Regions from separate parts of the Canis lupus genome. Here region 2 is linked to region 1. A link is a contact called in public Hi-C data. All regions are on one chromosome and are shown on one strand. The core of a region is the stretch at or near the end of the contact, and the rest is flanking DNA. Distances in the headings are between cores, read along the strand shown.

Region 1 (5,101 bases), core at 1,700-4,199:
AAAATGCAATTAATTAGCTGATATGGTAAAGCCCCCTTGAAGACACCTGATTGACAGGTCATTGGTTCACACCTAAGAAATAATGTAGCTGGGCACCCACTGAGTGTGAACCTAGAGAATTTTAATTACCTCTCCAGGTTGAAAGTTGTCAGAGCAACTCTCTTCAGGAGGAAACCAAAAGCCAGGGGCAGCTAAAAGGTTAAGACACTAGGGTAGGAAAAAGGGGATGACAAGAGCTGAAGTCAGAAGGGAAAGCTAGACACAGACCATTTGGGAAGGTAGAGTCTTGGTCAGGAGAGGGCAACTTTGAAGGAGGTGATAAAAATGCCTATAGGAAGATCTGTCTAGGTAGGGTTTGCCTCCAACTCAAGTCCTAAGACATCAAAGATGGAATATAAATAATAGTGAGAGGGAATATAAGGGAAGGGAGAAGAAATGTGTGGGAAATATCAGAAAGGGAGACAGAACATAAAGACTCCTAACTCTGGGAAACGAACTAGGGGTGGTGGAAGGGGAGGAGGGCGGGGGGTGGGGGTGAATGGGTGACGGGCACTGAGGGGGTCACTTGATGGGATGAGCACTGGGTGTTATTCTGTATGTTGGTAAATTGAACACCAATAAAAAATAAATTTATTTTTTTATTTTTTTTTTAGTCTTTTTTTTTTTTTAAGTTTTATTTATTTATTTATTTATTTATTTATTTATTTATTTATTTATTTATGATAGTCACAGAGAGAGAGAGAGAGGCAGAGACACAGGCAGAGGGAGAAGCAGGCTCCATGCACCAGGAGCCTGATGTGGGATTCGATCCCGGGTCTCCAGGATCGCGCCCTGGGCCAAAGGCAGGCGCCAAACCGCTGCGCCACCCAGGGATCCCCAAAAAATAAATTTATTATAAAACAAAAACAAAAACAAAACAAAACAAAACAAAGATGGAACTTGGCTGTGACTGGAATCAGGAATAAGGAAGACTCAAACCCTTGGGCTTTTCTAAACTTCCTCCATTCATTCTTCCAAATAAGTTTTAGTGGATGCTTTGAAACAAGGTGGGCTTAGGAATAGGACAATATCTACTTATACTGCATTTTTCAGGTTGGGGCCAAGTACAGCAAGATGGGAGAGGCTGACAGTCTTAGCAGGGACTGGACATGAACTGAGTGTCCCCTCCAGGAAACCGGAGATGGTGATCCCTGTTCTGACTTTCTTTTTGACCTACAAGTTTCTCCATCATATCCAAATAGCTGTGTGGCCAATGTAAGCTTTTAATTAAAAGATGGAGTGGGTGAGACAAAATCGTTTTCTTTTCCCACTTCCTCAACATAAGTCAATAGCGATATATCTGGGGGACAATTACAAAGACTTGACATAAAAAGGAAATTTGGAAGTGCCAGTCCAACCAATAAAAAGAGTAGCTTCTCTTTAAAGACAAATGAAAGCTTTTTTTTTTTTTTGTTAAAATTTAAAAAATGGCATTGCACAGGAGAGTTTAATAAAAATAATCAGAGAGAGAGGAAACCACAATATTGCTGATATGTAATCTTTACTCACAGATAACTTTTGATAGGTTTGGGGCAGTACCCTACTATAAGGTGCTTACACCTTACTACTTTAGATTCTCCTAAATTGGCACAAGGTTACTCTATAAATTATGTACCTTGCAATGCACTTAGGTTGAAGCTTAAACCGATTAGGAAAGTAAAGAAATACTATTTAAAACTCTAAGCCTAAGAAAAAAATGAAGTATTCAAAATCAGCACTAGTGTGAAAAAATATTTTTAATTCACCGGTTAGAAGAGAGCAATCAGGGGCGCCTGGGTGGCTCAGTTGGTTAAGCATCTGCCTTTGGCTGAGGTCATGACCCCAGGTTCCTAGGATCCAGGCCCTCATGGGGCTCCCTGCTCAGCGGGGAGTCTGCTTCTCTCTCTTTCCTCTGCCCCTCCCCTCTGCTTGTGCCTGCTCTCTCTCAAATAAATAAATAAATAAATAAATAAATAAATAAAATCTTAAAAAAAGAAAAGGAAGAGAGCAGTCATTTCTGAATCATCTTGTCAGTTTTACTTTTATTACATTCTTTTAGTATTATGGTGACTAACTTCTCTCAAAAACTTGCAAGAGAGAAACAGCTGACATCTCCCCCTCCCCCCAGAACTAATTCCAATTAATGTACTAGAGCAATGTTCAATTTTCCCACATTAATGGGATGCATGCAGGTCTGTGCTCTGGCCATATCAGGGATAAGCAAAGAGCATCAAATGTTAGCCACTTGGTAATAATTATTCAAACCCATGGCCTCTTGGAGTGCCTGGCTGGCTCAGTCAGTGGAGCGTGTGACTCTTGATCTCAGGGTTAGCGCTCCACGTTGGGTGTAGAGATTAAAAAAATAAAATCTTAAAAAAAAAAAAAAAGAAAACACCAAAAACTCAGAGCCATGGCCTCTTTCCTGCATACATTGTGGCAATGCTATGTGTACATCCATAGTCAAATGTTAATTTTTAATGCATGAGTTTTCTACTTGAGGGTCAAAAGCACTAAGAACTATGTTTGAAATGAGAAGGAAAAAAAAAGAAAAATTTCCCAATGAATCCCAATGAATTTCCCACTTGCATTGCTCTATCAAACCTTTTTTTTTTTTAAGTTTGCCTAACTGAGCTGGTATTCCTTTATAGCTTCAGATCCCTGCATATCTCACATCCAGGGCAGGTATCATCTCCCTCTCTTACAACAAATCCATGATTTTTCCTTACACCTTCACAAATGGACTGGTTTGTCACCCACCCTCCACTCCAATTCAGAAAATTCTGGCAGAAAAGAGATCTGTCAAAACAGGTTACTTGTATTTTTATTGGTTCCTCCAGACCATGACGACATTTCCTGAAAGGCAGTGCCAGGAAACTATTAATGTCTGTGAAAAAGAAGTGAAAGTTCTTATGAGCATAAACTGTCTGGTGCCCCAAGAGACTGCAGCCTGAAGGAATCACTAGTTTTTAGACTATAACATTGGTTGATTTGCCTGCTGTGTCAGAACTCTGAAACATTGCTATCAGAGGAGACGAGGAAACTGTCTTTCCAAAAAGAAAGGTCTGGGGACACAACTGGCTATTTCTTCTCTTTCTCTTAATCTTTTGCTCACCCAGAGTTAGAGTAGCTGCACAGGCAGCAAACAGCTGGCTCAAGTAAGGCTGTCCCTCAAACTGGTTAATTCATTCAAGTAGTTAATGGATTCTTTCCCAAGTAGAAGGGGTAATAAGGCCAACACCTGGAAAACGAGAGTGTAACCTCCCCACAAATGGGAAAAAATAGTCCATTCTCACGTCCAGGTGCAGGAAAAGAACTTCACTTTTCCTAAGGACCACAGTGATTTTACTAATGCTAGAGTGTGAGCACTTGATGCTCCTGATCGCAAAGGAAGCTGGAGCTTTGCAGGAGACTGGAAACGAAAGAAAATTTGTTTGAGGCACTGGACCTTTAGGAGACTTTCAAATATTTCAACTGATATATATATTAAGTGCCAAAATCATGTGGGTACTTGCTAAGGTTATAACCGGGTTTGTGGAGCAGAGAGGCAGCTCACTGCACCCTTGTATCCCTCTATTTCACAGCGCCACCTGCTGGGTGAGGGTGGAGAGAGCTGAACTTTATTTCTTGGACTGATAATCTACGAATTCACAGAAAGGAGAAATGTCTTCACTCTTTCCAGTACACAGAACAGTGAAAAATAGTGCACTCACTCTGTGCTGGCAAGTTCACAAAGAAAGGGACAACTCTGCTCATCTCTGGTGCTATCCTAGCCATCCACAGTCAGTCATAAATGTTTCTTTTGAAATGTTTAAACGGGAAATAAAAGCATTAAAATAAAGAACATAAAATATGTCCCTTGCATAAGGACTACATGTCCACTTTAGTAGCCAGGTCATCTGAATCATGACTTCTAAAAGCTGGGTGGTTTTTTCCATTATCTTTAAGAGAATACTGTAAGTGGTCCTTCTAGACGAAGTTCAATCTATTCTCATAATTAACCTTCTTCAAGGAGAACATTTACTATCTGGCCCCAACATAGAAAACACCTAACCTAGGAGCAGATAAGAAACAAGTGTGGCTAAAGAAACATTCACTGCCACATAAAACACTAGGTTCTATCCCTGACATGTTAAAAAGAAACTAATCTGTATCCCAAGAGCTGTTCATTTCACACTGAACAGATATGTTGATTTCTCCTCGCTTGGAGAGGAACTATAGGCCCCAAAATACCTCATCAGAAAATCCTGAGCCAGAGTTGTTTGAGAAGTTTTCAGATTTTAGAAAGGTGAAATGGTACAAACATTATTCATTGTATAATACTTCCAGCAAGTTCTTGGGCAGCACTCACTAATCAAACATTAATATTCTTGCAATAAGATTTATGCATTTTCATACTAAATGGTTAGACTTTAAATGAACTTGTGTCAGATCAAGTTTTGTTGTCAAATGAATTTGAATAGAACTACTTCACAAACTTGTGCTTTTTGGATTTCAGTGCTGAAGATAAGGGATTATGAATCTGCACAAGTCATTCTTGATTTTAATAAAATAGACCAAGCAGTAGCTGGCACAGAATTCTCTAAAAGGCTGAAATACTGGTGTTCATCTTGGTTGGTTGACTTTTGGAGAAGTTACTTAACATTTTTAGCCATGGTTTGCTTACTGGTCGCATTGGGGTGGGGGTGGGGGTAGGAGTGGCAGTGGATGGGGGTTCCAGGTTAGGAGGAAGGGAATATGTGGTATTGATCCAATGCATACAGAGTTCCAGCCCTATGCTAACTGCTTCTAGCTTTTTAGTATTATAAACAATAGTGTGATAAATAGCAGTAGCTAAATCTTTATACATGCCCCTTATGACTTATTTGGAATTTTAAAATGTAACACTGGGTCAAAGATATTCTATCTCTAACTCTGTTTTTCCATCCACCCATCTATCCATTTTAGTTTTATGATAACGTTGTTAAATTGTTCTAAAGGACATTTGCACTCCCAACAGCAGTGTGCAAAGCACCTATTTCCCTGTACCTTTGTCAACATCAGGTAGGATCATTAACAAAATATGCCAATTTGATATATAAAAAAT
Region 2 (5,101 bases), core at 1,379-3,878, 190 kb before region 1:
AGCTCAGCAGTAAGTATCCAACTCCTGGTTTCTGCTCAGATCATGATCTCAGGGTCATAAGACAGAGCACCGCGAGGAGCCTAAAGATTCTCTCTCTCTCTCTGCCCCTCCGCCACCTCCCCGCCACACATGCTCTCTTTCTCTCTCAAGAACAAACCCTCCCCCTTCCATAACAACCTCTTCACCAGTCTAAGAACAGAGGCTTTACCAAATCTATGGCTCCAAATCCAAATGTCTTCTCTGACTGTATTCAAACTCGCTCTGAGGGTACACCCGAGTGGAGTACGCAGAGAAAAAGATTACATACATGGGAATGGAAGCAGAGCAGAAACCACAGAACCCCTCCGGGTTCCTCCATTCATAAAAATAAAAACGACAAAAATTGAAAGCCACAAAAAACATACAGCAACCGTAGAAGAGAACACATGCTACTGCTAACAACTATTAATTCCATGTTCTTTGCCTGTGAATCACTGGTATTCACAATCCTCCTAAGAGCTTCTTGAAGATACTTTACTCTAGAAACATTTCTCCTCATGGCCTCCAATAAGCTGATCAGAGTCAGTTTATGATACAATTCACCCTTCCAAGACAGCACATTTACGAAGTTCTAGTCATTACTCCCCAAACAATCATTAGTTTTCTTGCCTGTGTCCATGGTCCGGCTATTACTCCATTCAGAGCCCTTTCCCACCAGTTAATGCACTATCCAGTATGTTAGCCACCAGCCGTGTGTGGCTACTTAACATTTGAAATGTGGCTAGATCCAGTTGAGATGTAAGGTAAAGGTAAAATAAAATATATGTTGAATTTTGAAGTGTTACAAAAAGAGACGTAAAACTGTCTAATTGGTTTCTTTTAACAATATGTTGAAGTAATATTTTGGATATAAATAATTTCAACTGGTTTTGTTTTGGTTTTTAATGTGGCTACTAGAAAATGTCAAATTACAGGGGCACCTGACTGGCTCAGTCAACGGAACATGTAACTTTTGATCTCAGGGCTTTGAGTTCAATCAAGCCCAGGTTGGGTGCAGAGGTTACTTAAATTTTTTTTACATCTTTAAAAAAAAAAAAGGAAATGTTTAAATTACATATGTGGCTTACATTCCACTTCCACTGGACAGCACTAGTCTAAATCCTGTGGACTCTTCAAGGCCTAATTCAAACATCTTTGCTTCCTTGACGCTTTCTCCAATAACTGCAAGTGGAAGTCGCTTCTGTCCCCCCTGAAACCCCATAGCGCTTTCACTCACATTCCCAAAGAGCTGGATCAATTTAACTTGCTCCCGAGTGTAACTGTCACAGCTCCAATATAAGCAAATTGAGAAAAGAAACTACATCCAGGTCACCGGTGCGTCTTCCTGCCGAATCCTGGAGTGCACATGCACGCACCTAGGCGGTACTGGACGTCTGCGGATTCGGGGCTGGGTTTCTCAGTTACTATCTTATCTGAACCTTTCGATGATCCCGTTTCTTTCTCAAGGATTAAAGTCCACGTCTAAAATGTCCCGTACGATTCTCAGGCCAACAGCTTAATACACGAGCTGTATACATGTCATAGGATGAAAAAGCAAACCTGAAACTATCTAACACATACAGTCAGTGTACTTCAATATAAAAATCCAAAAAGCCTCTAGAGGCTCTATCTTTTTTTTATGATACTGTCCCTAAAAACGTCTTGTAAAGATCAACTATTTCAAAAGTAGGAAGGGGCCTTTCCCGAAGACTAGCGACACTGGATAAAGCCGACCAAAAACATGACGGGAGGGGCCCCCCGGTTGCCCCGAGGCGGCCGGGCAGGCGCAAAGGCTGGGCAGCGGCGAGCGCGGCTCCCGCGAAGCCCCGGGGCCGCCCCGGTCGGGCTCTGGGGAAAGCGGCAGGAAGAAAAACGACTTGTGGGGCCCGAATCGTCAGAACCGTTGAAACGCAAAACAAATAAAAACTAGAATAAGAACCATCTCAAGTCTGTGGGCAGGATCCTCCCCGGCGCGTCGCTCCCCCGCAGGCAAGGGTCGCGGGGTCACGCCAAGGGCCGGGTCCTCAGATGCGAGCCCCGCGCCTCGGACGTGCGTCCCCGAAACTTCCTCCCGAGCCAACCTACTGGAACTCCCGGGACCACGGGTCTCGGCTGAGCCCTGCCCTGAAGCCAGCCTCTCCAGCGCGTCCGGGGCCCCGGGACCCTCACGGGAGCCCCGCGGTGAGGCCCAGGCGCTGGGCGACCCGCTCTCCCGCGGAGGCCCGCCTCAGGCCCGTACCGAGAGGGCCCGGCCCGGAGAGGGGGCGGGGCAGGCCAGTGGACGCGGTCCAGGCGGGTCCCCGCGCTCCACGCCGGCGCCCGCCGGTGCCTGCGGGACCGGCGGGAGCGGGGGAAGGAAGAACCGAGGGGCAGCCGGAGTCAGCCCCGGGCTTTCACTCACCAGCCCTCACCGCTCGACGTTGGCCGGGGCTGGACCTCTTCTCCTTCCGCCATTGCTGTTGACGTCCACGTCACTTTGCCGAAAAGTGGACCCGGCGCCGGGACCGACTCCTGAGACTCAATGTCGTAAAAGATCCTCGGAAGTCTGGGAACGAGCTCCGGGAGAGGAAAGGAGAAAGGGAGGAGGCGGCAAGGGACGGGCGGAACGCAACGTCACGACGTCCCCACGGCGAAAGGCGGCGGGGCGGGGAGCGGGGGAGGAGACCTGGTCCGAGCCGCTGCCCTGTCAAAGACTACGAGTCCCAGGATGCCCTGGGGAGCCGGGCGGAAGGAGGGCGTGGGAGTGGGCGGGGCTGGGCGGGGAGTGGGCGGGGCGGGGCGGGGAGTAGGCGGGGCTCGGCGGGGGAGCCGGACTCCGCGGGGGAGCGCGACCCGGTCCCGGCCGCGGCGGGCGTCGCGTCTTCGCGTCCTTGGGGCTTGTCCGCCGCCTTGGGCGTCCTACTAAGCAAGACCGGAATTGGGAGCCGCAGCTCGTGGAGGGCGGGGCGGGGGAGCGTCGCGGGGTAGCCGCACCGCAGCCCTTTCCCGCGGCGACCGCGGGGTCCCGGGAGAGTTGGAAGCGAGGGAAGGTTTGCGCGGCGCGGTCCACGGAGCACCAGGCGGGCCGCATGCTTTCGGCCTCAAAACTTGAAAGCTGTTGGGGAAAAACGCGCTGAAAATAAAGGAAACGGGCTCTAGACTCCCGCCTTTATATATAGCTTCCGCATAAGCTGGGAGGTCAAATCCACATTCGGGTTTCTAGAGCTCCCGGGGTTGCAGACCGAGCTGCCGCTCCGCTTCCTCCCCCCGCCGTCCTCACCGTCCGTCCGTCCGTCCGTCCGCCCGCGCAGCCGTGCCTGCAGCTCCAGGCTCCGTCCGCGCGCCCGGCGCCGTCGAGGCCGCGGCTCTCGGCTCCGTGACTGGCCCCGGGGACGCCAGCTGCGGGGCTGCGTCCCCCGAACGGGACGTTAAACGCGCAAAGCAGATTGCGGAGGGTCGGAGGAGGCGCGGCGTTCGGAGACGCAGCACCGTATACCGTACGGGCAGATGCAGGTGTGCTTTTACAAATGAAAGGGAAAAAATAAAATAAAATAAAAAGGAAGGGGAAGGACGGGAGAACTGGAATGAACGGCAGTTCTCACGCAGCCACACAGTAGCGAAGGCGGTGAGAACGAGTTTATTCAAAAACGAACTGACACCCAGTGCCCCCAACCCCCGCCCACTTCCCCTTCCGCTACCCCTGGGAGACGGGCACCGAGGGGGGCACTTGGGATGAGCACTGGTCTTGGGTTGTATGCTGGCAAATCGAACTCCAAAAAGAAAAAAAAACTTAAAAAACAAAAACGACTGACCGCACGGGAAAGAGCCGAGCTCCATTCCAACCGGTGCAGAGGTGCTTACATGGGGGAGGGGGAGACTGGGGCTCAGTAGAATTTCTTTCTTTTATTTATTATTTATGATAGTCACAGAGAGAGAGAGAGAGAGAGAGAGGGAGGCAGAGACACAGGCAGAGGGAGAAGCAGGCTCCATGCACCGGGAGCCCGACGTGGGATCCGATCCCGGGTCTCCAGGATCGCGCCCTGGGCCAAAGGCAGGCGCCAAACCGCTGCGCTGGGGCTCAGTAGAGCAGAGAAGTGACAAGTCACGGAGGCTCGGCCAGCCGGCTGCGATGAGGCAGCTGCACCTGCTCGCTGGCAACCTGTGGGGTCAGAACCTGCTCTCCCCCAGAGCTGGGGGGCGGCCCTGTCCTTCCCGATGATTACATTTCAAAGGGATGATTCTCAGGTCCCGGAGAAGGACACTCTGGGCTGTGAGAGGAACATACTCCCAGTGGTCAGCCCTTTCTAACAGATGCCCAAGAAAGGGAAGCCAGGAGCCTGGGGTCAGGATTGGCTGCAACAAAGAGGAAATTCCCCTGGCGCTTGAACTCTCTCAATGGGGCGTCTTAGTGGGGGGCTGCATCTCCAAGGGGGCTAGAGCCCTCCTGGGGACGTGCTCTTAGGTTGCTAGAAAACGTGCGAGTTTGGTCACATGTCTTCGTGCAGAAGTTTGCATGAGTCGTTATCCGCGGAAAGTCCTGCAGCTCTCAGAATTACATTTAGGGAAGGAGAAGAAATGGTTTCAATTGTATTTTTAATATTCTGTGTTGTGCCCAAGACTGCGAATCTGAGAAAACCACCAAGGAGCCGACACGGATGCAAGTACATGAGGGTTTATTAACAAGCTGGAGCTTGGGTCCGAGTATACCCCACGGGGCGGGGCAGGGACTTGAACCGGGAGGAGGGGTACAGCTGGGTGTTTATGGGCTGGTCTAGGGGTAAGGTGGGGTTTTTCTAGGGTGGGGGTGTGAGAATCTCCAGTAAAGAGGTCCCACGAGCTCTTGCTTCCTTATTCCGATAAGGGCTGCTTTGTGGTTTTCTCTGTGGCCGGGCGGGGTAAGGCAGACTGGGTACCTGGTGACAGTGGCCTGGTCACAGTGGCCGGAGATGGCAGCTCAAGCTCCAATGGCTGGACTTGTGCCGATGTTAAACTTGAATGGCCCTAATTTTCTCGGCCTCCACATTTTGTTTAAGAGCTGGGAAGTGTAGTACAGTAGGTGTTCCATATTCTTTTAGAGTCTTTGGTATACAGATTTTTCCCCCAT

What was found. Hi-C and Micro-C count contacts between places; a contact is called where the count stands out from the background.
Region 2: a Hi-C map of skin fibroblasts shows a contact between it and region 1, with 2.6 times the contacts expected there. The contact joins the promoter of TBC1D23 here to the enhancer-like site in region 1. A contact is called at or near these places in 5 of 9 Hi-C or Micro-C datasets (amygdala, blood and skin fibroblasts).

Annotation. Positions count from the first base shown.
Region 1 is chr33:7,098,714-7,103,814 of UU_Cfam_GSD_1.0, reverse strand. All of the region lies in intron 1 of CMSS1 (protein CMSS1), which reads right to left. All of the region lies in intron 1 of FILIP1L (filamin A-interacting protein 1-like), which reads left to right. Among named protein-coding and RNA genes, the nearest start is that of FILIP1L, 48 kb to the left of the region's middle. Within about 2 kb of position 2,949, at least 4 of the 20 cell types and tissues checked have an H3K27ac peak or open chromatin away from gene starts, as enhancers often do. A contact at or near this core is called in blood, where this site is marked.
Region 2 is chr33:7,285,229-7,290,329 of UU_Cfam_GSD_1.0, reverse strand. TBC1D23 (TBC1 domain family member 23) reads right to left here and starts at 2,628. Exons shown (of 19, transcript XM_038582599.1): 1 at 2,420-2,628. The coding sequence starts at 2,472. LOC106558146 (a long non-coding RNA gene) reads left to right here and starts at 2,859. Exons shown (of 3, transcript XR_005383202.1): 1 at 2,859-3,510.